3 separate regions of the Sus scrofa genome follow, and all the other regions are linked to region 3. The links are chromatin contacts, called in public Hi-C and HiChIP or PLAC-seq maps. All regions are on one chromosome and are shown on one strand. Each heading gives the region's core, a stretch centred on a gene start, on an enhancer-like site or on the middle of the called end of the contact. The rest is flanking DNA. Distances are from core to core; before and after follow the strand shown. Region 1 holds the start of RASGEF1C (ras-GEF domain-containing family member 1C). Region 2 holds the start of MAPK9 (mitogen-activated protein kinase 9). Region 3 holds the start of CNOT6 (CCR4-NOT transcription complex subunit 6).

The links. Hi-C and Micro-C count contacts between places; a contact is called where the count stands out from the background. HiChIP or PLAC-seq counts read pairs in DNA pulled down with a chosen protein or histone mark.
Region 1: a contact with region 3 is called in a Hi-C map of embryonic fibroblasts, with 2.3 times the contacts expected there. The contact joins the promoter of RASGEF1C here to the promoter of CNOT6 in region 3. A contact is called at or near these places in 1 of 5 promoter capture datasets (fetal skeletal muscle), 5 of 47 Hi-C or Micro-C datasets (alveolar macrophages, embryonic fibroblasts, fibroblasts and 1 more) and 1 of 2 datasets of contacts at active chromatin or transcription factors (skeletal muscle).
Region 2: a contact with region 3 is called in an H3K27ac HiChIP or PLAC-seq map of skeletal muscle, with 2.0 times the contacts expected there. The contact joins the promoter of MAPK9 here to the promoter of CNOT6 in region 3. A contact is called at or near these places in 2 of 2 datasets of contacts at active chromatin or transcription factors (alveolar macrophages and skeletal muscle).

What each region holds. Positions count from the first base shown.
Region 1 is chr2:78,413,508-78,416,207 of Sscrofa11.1, reverse strand. RASGEF1C (ras-GEF domain-containing family member 1C) reads right to left here and starts at 1,347. Exons shown (of 14, transcript XM_021084319.1): 1 at 1,248-1,347.
Region 2 is chr2:78,337,092-78,339,791 of Sscrofa11.1, reverse strand. It overlaps MAPK9 (mitogen-activated protein kinase 9), which reads right to left and starts at 1,326. Exons shown (of 12, transcript XM_005661441.3): 1 at 1,169-1,326.
Region 3 is chr2:78,201,193-78,203,892 of Sscrofa11.1, reverse strand. It overlaps CNOT6 (CCR4-NOT transcription complex subunit 6), which reads left to right and starts at 1,380. Exons shown (of 12, transcript XM_013994856.2): 1 at 1,380-1,782.

The sequences.
Region 1 (2,700 bases), core at 98-2,597, 210 kb before region 3:
CAGCTTCGCTCTCCCACACCTGCTTGTAAGCACTCCCTGGGGGCCCGGAGCACACAGTAGGAGCTCAATGGATGCTCTAGACAAGTGAGCAGACAAACCCAGGCCTACCCTGGTTACCTGGAACAGTGGCTGGAATATGGCTTTTGAACCAGTCCTACCAAGGCTGAAACCCCGCTTTGCCACTTCATGGTCCTAAGACCTTGAACAAATCCTGTCACTTTTCTAAGCCTCAGTTACTTCAACTGTAAGATGGGACAAAGCACCTGCACCGTAGGAAAATCTTCTCTGACATCCGAAGCTCAGCAGAATGTCAGCCTTGGGGGCCCAGGAGGCAGGAGGGAGGGGGCAGGGGTGAGCCTCTCCACCACCCCATGCTGCCTTGTCTTTTCCACACTACTCCCCACGCTGAGCATGGGGCAGGGCCGGGAGCATCCCCTCTCCTCCTCCCCTCTAGGTCTCCCTTTCTCCACCTGAACACAGAGAGGAGTGGCCTACGGGTCCCCTGGCCCTGCCCACCGTCATTGAGTAAGGGCCACACCCGGAACCTGGAGCTGACCCACCATCCCTGCAGGCTCCCTGATCCTTTCCTCAGACCCATCCCAGCTTCAGAGACAACACCCTCTTCCCCCACGACCAAGGCCCTTTCCTTTCTTCACAAGCGCCCAGCACCTCAGCCTTGCTGTTCCCATTTCACAGCTCTGGAAACTGAGGTCTAGCGCGGAGGAGGCCTAGGGTCCAGGCTGGCTTTTCCTGCCACCCGAGCGCTGAAGAAGCTTGCTCTTCTGCTGAGCGCGCGCGCGCGCGCGCGGCAGAGCAGGTCTCTCGCAACCGCGGCCGGGGGGTGTGCCCTCCGCGGGTCCCCTCCCGGCCGCCACCCCGGCGTACGCACCCGCGCCCCTCGTAGTGCACACTCTCGCGCGCCCCGCCGCCCCTCCCGCTGTCCCTCCCGCCGTCCACCACCTCAGCCTCTCCGGCCCCGCACTCCGGCGCACCGCGGCTTCCCGCCCCGCCGCCGGCCGGCCACGCGCACTGTCACCCGCGCGCGCACCTGTGCCCTGGGTCAGCCCCGCGCGTCCCCGCGGAGCGGCCCGGACACCCGCTGTCCTGCCCGCCTTGCCGCCCCGCACCTCAGCGTCGCGACCTCCCTAGTACTCGCGCCCCGCCGCCGCCGCCGCCGCCGCAGCAGCCCCCTCCCCAGCTCCCTGGTCCGCAGCGTCCGTGTCCCGCCCGGCCGCGCCCCCACTCACCGGCTCCCGGCGCACAGAACCCCCGGGCCCGGCCCATGGGCAGCGCCTGCCGCGCCCCCTGCGAGCCGCGGCGCCGCGGACTCGGGCCGCTGCCCGCCGCCCGCAGCCTGCCGCCTGCGCCGCTCCCGGGCGCAGCGGCCGTGCGCTGGCGGCCGGTCCCGGAGCAGCGAGGTGCTGCGCCCCCTCGTGGCCATACGGGGAAGCACAGGGCGGGCGGGGCGCGGGGTGGAGCTGACGGAGCCCGGGCTGCGCGGGCCCCCTTCCCACTCCCTCCTGTGGCCTCCCATGCCCGAGGGGGCCCGGCTCACCAGGCTGCTCTACTGCAGGCCTCAGGGTCAAGGCCACACGTCCAGCGCTGCATTCCGGACCCTCCGCTGTGGCTCGCTTCCCACCCCCGTGCAGGGGGGCTCACTACAAGCATCAGATGCCCAGATCCCGCCTCCCTCACCCATGGATCTTGCTGGACTCTGCACCTGAACTGCCCCCCACCCCCGCCGCCCCGACTCCTTCGCCTGGAAAACCTCTGGCACCCTAAAACCTGGTTCATCTCTTTTTCCCCAAGGCTGGGCCCTTGGCCGCTCCTTTGGACTCTCCTCCTTCTGCAATGGCCACTGAACTGTGGTTTTCCTGTGCCCCGGTGTCTGGTGTGTACAACGTGGGCATCAAGGGGGCATAGAAGACTGGGATGGTGGGTCACCATTGTGAAGACACTGAGATGCTAGGAGGAAAAGAGTGTGCTATTTCACTTTTAGAATGGGCGAGGGGGCCCGAACAGGATGGGTGACCTTCCTCAGCTGGCTCCACCTGGACATTGAAAGTCTCCTGGTTTGTTCCAGTGTAGAGATCAGGACATCTGTTCTCTGTTTCAGTCAGGACCTGCTTTGAGGGGATGTGACAGGTTACCCAACCCAACTAGCTTAAGCAAAAATAATTTATTGGCTCATGAAGGCTTAAAAGCCAAAGTATGTTGCTTTCAGGAATAGTTAGATCCAGGTGCTTAAACATTATGAATAGGAATCCACTTCTCCCATCTCTCAGACCCCCAGCTGCCCTGAGTTGACACCCTCAGAAAGAGCACTCCTGACTGATAGATCCGAGAGAGCCCAGAGCTGCCACACAGGCTCTGAGGAGGCCAGCTCAGGTCATTTCCACAGACCTGGAGAATGAGGGTTACAGGTCTAGATGTTGCCTCCTGGAGCAGGGGATGAAGTTAGCCCTTGTGCCAACCCTGAGGAGAGAGGAGGGTGCTGCTCTAGTATGCCCCAAGGGATGTTTCCAGAGGATTGAACAAATAAAACAGCAAGAGTCCAGCTCATATCTTGCACTGTTGGGAAACTGAGGCCTGGAGCAAGCATCTGCCTGGGGCACATTGGGCTAGTGGGTGGCACATTGGACAGGAAGGCAGTGGAACCTTGGGACAGGGCCAGGGCCAGAGGCTATTCACAGTGAAGGG
Region 2 (2,700 bases), core at 77-2,576, 140 kb before region 3:
CATTTGCATACAAGTTTCACAAGTTAGTCAGAAGTCACTAAATGAACAGAGGCAACAGGTGGGCAGGGTCATTCATTCATTCATTGAACTGGTATTACTAAGTACTTACTGTGTGCTTTCTAAGCACTGGGATAAAGCAGTGGACAAATCAGACAACTACCTGTTTTCATAAAGCTACATCCTAGTGGGAGAGACAGAAAATAAACAGGCAAATCAATAGAATAGCTTTAAACCAGATACTAAGGGGAAAATTAAACAACATGAGATAGAATGACTAAGGGAAGAAAGAGGGTGGTCAAGGAAGGCCTCTAGTAAAATGAGACATCTGACCAGAAGAAGGACCAGAAGGAGCCAGCCGTGCCAAGAGCCCAGAGACAACGCCAATTGCTGGAAAGAGCCAGTGCAAAGGTCCTGAGATAAACAGGGCTGCCTGTTTACAGCAAGTAAGACAGGTAGGCTAAGAGAGCAGTGCTCTGGGTTAGGGGAGTGGGGAGAGCTGGGGGGGGGGTGGGCAGGGCCCGCTCAGGCGTTGCTGGGCATGAGTGTGCAATGACGAGGCACTGGAGGAGCTAGAGGATGGGGGCCTCTGGGCAGAAGGGGCGGGGGGGGGGGGGGTCTTGCCACACTCGCACCAGCAAGGGGCAGTATCCCGCCCAATTTTCCCCAAATGTGCAATGAGCTCTTCCCCAGGCGCTTTTACAAATATTCATATGGTCTGACAACAATCCTGTCCAAAAGGATAGACATTTCCCCCACTTTCCGAGAGAAAAAACAAGGAATAGCGAGGGTCAATGCCTTTGCCAAGGTCGCAGGAACCAGACCCCGGGTTCTGAGCATCCCAAAGCGGGTGTGCAGCTGCGTGCCAAACAATCGGGAGGGGTGGCGCCTACAGACCCTAAGGCAGGTCGGCCGAGGCCAGACCTGGGAGCGGGCCCTCAGCTCCCGGCTGCAACAGCCAGGAAGACAGGGGGCTGCGACTAGGGTCGCCAGAATCCAGCAGAACCCGGTTGGCTCCTCAGAACTGGTCAGCCGGCCCCGCGACACCCAACTCCCCACCCCGCCCTCCACTCCTCCACGGACCCTGGCTGCGCGGCCCTCCTGCCGCCCCCCCCAGGCAGGGCTTGGCCCAAGCAGTCCCCGCCGGGCCTAGCCCGCCCGCCGGGCTCACCTCGCCTCCCTGCCGCCGCGCCTGGGGGAGAGGGCAGGCGGGCGGACTGGCGGCGCTGCGCGCTGGCGGGTCGTGGCTCGCGGCTCGCGGCTCCGCTGCCCTGGGCTCGGCCAGCCGCCCCGCCCCGCTCCGCTCCGCCACGCCGCCGCCGCCGCCGCCGCCGCCGCCACTAGCCGCCGCCGCAGTGGGTGTGAGGGGCGCCGGGGCGCTCGGACCCTTCCGGTCTGGCTCCAGCCTCCTCCGCCGCCGCCGCTGCCGCCGCCGCGGCGCCCAGCCTGACAGACCCGCGTGAAGACCAATCAGCTCGCGGTAAGCCTGGCAAGCGCGGCCAATCGCGCTGAGGAGGGGGGGCTACCGTCAGGAGGCGCAGGCGGGGCGGCGGGCGGAGCCAGGCCACTCAGTGCCGGTTTCTGCGGGGACCCGGGCTCCGCGGCCGTACTGCAGGTTGGGTCCGCGCTTGGTGGACTCAGGCACGGCCCTGCGCGCCAGCTGAGTTCGTTGTTGCGCACGGGGGCCAGCAGCGCGGCGGCCGAACAAGGAGGCGGGAGGCGGTGGAGAGGGCAGGCCGGTAGGACGGAGGGCCTGGCCACCGGGCTGCAGGTGCAGACTGGCAGGGACGAGTTGGCCTGGAGGAAGACGGAGCTGGCCCTTTTCGGGGAGAGCCCTCTTCGGGGAGAGCCCGGGGCGAGGGCGAGGAGAAGCTGGGATTTTGCATCCAGGGCCAGGTGGCTGAGGCAGAGGCGGCCAGGGAGTCGGGAGGCGAGATAGGGTCCTTGGATTCCGCTGCTCACTGTGAAGGGGTTTGGAGGAATGCTTCCAGAAGTCGGGGAGGAGGATGCGAGGAGACGGCCGTGTGTAAACAAGTGTCGCGGGCAGATCTGTGACACAGGCGAAGAGAAAACTGGCTGGGGCGCCTGAAGCAAAGGTCAAGCCTCTGTCTCAGAGAATGGCAGAGTTGTAAATGGGAAGAGAGTGCAGAGCTGACGGCCCCCTAGGGCCTGGGGGCTTTTGACACTGACCTCTTGAAGCATCTCCTGCAGCCCTCTTGCCTCTGGGTCGGGTTCCAGCAGGTCTGGAGTCCTGTGAAATGATGGGAGAGACCAGAGTATTGAGTGTTGTTGGATCTGTGTTTGGATAAACAAAGCCAGAAATGAGACAAGAAGGCTGTGCACATTGGAAAAAAGCTCAGAGGTCCGTGGATGGGGTGAGGGGAATTGGACTTTGGGGTGGGGAGAGTGTTGGACTGTGAAGGAGGGACAGCCCTCACAGGTGACCAGGACTACAGGTGACCAGGACAGAGGCCAAACCGGGAGGAAGGAGCAGGATTCTGCAGTGGAAGAGGTTAAGGGGTGGGGTGGCAGAATTTGGAGAGAGTGGCAAGCCTGTGACCCAGGGCCAGGCTGGGGGTACCAGGGCCTCAGAAGAGGGGTAGGATGGAGGAAGGGATCCAGCTATGGTGTCCCCCTCAGGCCACTCCCACTTTGGATACTGAGTATAGCACATCCCTCCTTGAAATTGTAGCTCCTGACTGT
Region 3 (2,700 bases), core at 131-2,630:
TTGCAACCCCTTTCCCTTGATGAGCTTTCATGTTGCCCTGCCCTTGTCCAGTGTCCTCTGACACTAGAGGACTGAGATGGCACTGTTGATTTCTTGGCAAATGGCAGGCAATGACCATTCCAAGGCCATGCTGGGGAGAAGCAAGCATAGAACTCAAACAGTTTTTGTCTCTTAATCTTTTCCTTGCCCTTCCAGCTCTTCTCTGCCCCAACAGAAGCCATCCATTTCCCACATCCTCTAGTCCAAGACAGCTGGGGGTGTGTGTGTGTGTCTCATTTTGTTGCTGAAATCCATTTGCCTCTCATTTCTTCGGAGCTGATTTTCCAGGAAGGAGCCAGGGGCTCATCCTAGTTTGCCATGGTGAGTAGACAGCTATTCCTTTCTCCTCACTGCCCTGCCCGTCCACATGCATCTCTAGTAGGTTTTAACAGTCTTGCCCAAGAATTTCCATTGTGGTAACAATCTTGACTAGTATCCATGGGGATGTGGGTTGGATCCCTGGGATCTGACATCGCGGTGAACTGCGGTGTGGGTTGTGGACTTGGCTAGGATCTGGCTTTGATGTGGCTGTGGCTCAGGTGGGTTGACCCCTAGCCTAGGAACTTTCATATGCTGCTGGTGCAGCTGTAAAAAGAAAAGCAAAACAAAACAGTCTTGACCCTAAGCTGTGCGCTTACTCAGAGCAGGCTAGAGCCTGATTTATCGCTTTGCCCTGGCCCCAGCACAGAGCCTGGACCACCAGCCAACTAATGTGCACCATCGATCAGCCCAGTCCTTTATCCTTTCATTTTCAATCACCACCTGATTTCCGAATACAGCTGCAGACTTTACTCCAAGCTAGGATCCCACCACCGGAACTGTCCCTCGATTTACTGGACTGAGTAATCATGAATGGCCTGAAACAGGCCACTAATTAGTTTTCTCTGCATAGCTGAGGGAGGAAGAATCATGCAACAGTTTACCACTGAAGTCTCGAATCAGCTTGTCCTTGTTTTCCATGTGACTGACAGGCGAAACGAAGAGTCGTAGACCAAGAAAAAAGAGGGAAGAGAGGAACAAGAGTGAACAGCTGGAGGGAAAAAAAACAAACAAACAAACAAACAAACAAAAAAAAAACCTAGCTGAAAAACGGAGGAGCCTTAAGAAATCAGGCGCTACCAGGCAGGAAATCCGTAGGAGAGCGGGAAGGGGAGAGGGAGGCCCGCCCCAAAGCGCGCTGGGTCGGCTCACTGCTTCCAGTGGCGGGGGGAGGGGTATGGGGGGCACGAGCGGGCGGGGCCTAGGAAAGCGGCGTGCGGAGAGAGACCTCCCCGGACGCTGAATGGTCGCACCCGGCGGCAGCAGCCAATGGGCGGCCGGGATGTTGGAGCGGCGGCGGCGGTCCGGGCGCTCGCTGGCTGGGGGACGGCGGCCGCCGCCATGATCTTGTTTGCTTTCAATGAAAACTAGGGGGGCGCGGAGGAGGAGGCGGCGGCGTCGGTGGCGGCGACGTCGGCGGCGCGGAGGCGAAGACAGCGGTGGGCGCAGTTAGGCGGGCGAGGCCGGAGGCTGGGAGGCCGGAGGGCGTAGTGGCGACCCGTCAGGGCGGCTGAGGCGGGCGGCTTAAGCGGTGGATTTCAGAGGGGAAACAAAGAGCGGCGACTGAGGCGGCAGAAGAGCGGCGGCGGCGGCGGCGCTGCAGCAGCGGGCGGGACTGGTATGGTGGTTCCACAGGTCAGACCCCGCTGCACTCATAGGGAGGAGGCGGCGGCAGCGGCGGAGGAAGGCGGCGCACCCCAAGAGGTGAGCGAGACGCACCCGAGGCCCGGCCAGGCGCTGCTCCCTGCACACGGATAGCGCACGGGCCCCGCTCGGTAGGACTGGAGCGCGGGGGGCTCGGGCCATAGGAACTTGAGTTTTGCGGGCAACAGGCCTGCAGCTTGGAGGAGCTGGCGGCTGTTGGGGGTCCCTAGACGCGCAGCTGTTGCGATCCCACGCCTCTTCAGGCCGCGCCCCCGCGCAGAGTAGGGGAGTGGGGGCGTTGATTGACGGCGGGGGCGCGCAGGGGGCGCCGAGGTTGGGGGATTCCCTGGGCCTAGACTCTGATTGTGGTCGTTCTAGGAGGAGACTTGGTGTCCAGGACTCTCGGCCAGGATGGGTGGCAACTTTGGAGAAGTGGGCTATGTGGGATTGCGCGGTGGAGTGTGGAACTTCGCAGTTAGGGTAAAGCGGGAAACCAACTGTTTACTCCTCCCCCAAATATATTTAAAACTCAGTTTGAGGAAAAAATTTTGAGGGGTAGGAATGACATGGTTAAAGAAGAACTTAGAACCAGATGAAAAGACATATAATACTGCTGAGGACTCAGAGATGGTTTTAAGTACTTGAAACAGTCTTTTCTGATAACTAGAATCATATCTCTCCTATTTATTTCTAAATCATTATTTTCTTTGGAAACCTTTGGCTCTTTTCCTCCTTCATCTTCCCCAAAGAGCCTGCTGATGAACACTTGTAACTTTTTCTTGAACTGTTACTGCAAATTACAGATTGTGAATGGTCATCTTGCTTGTTCTTTTTGGACTTCTTGTGTTAAGCTGACATTTAGTCTCCTTGAATATGAATTCCCATACTTACCTGTTTTCCACATGGATTGTCCCATTAGTGCTAGTGTGGAATCTTTTTGCCTCTTTGTGCCTGGGGATTTTAATTTTGGAGAGGAAG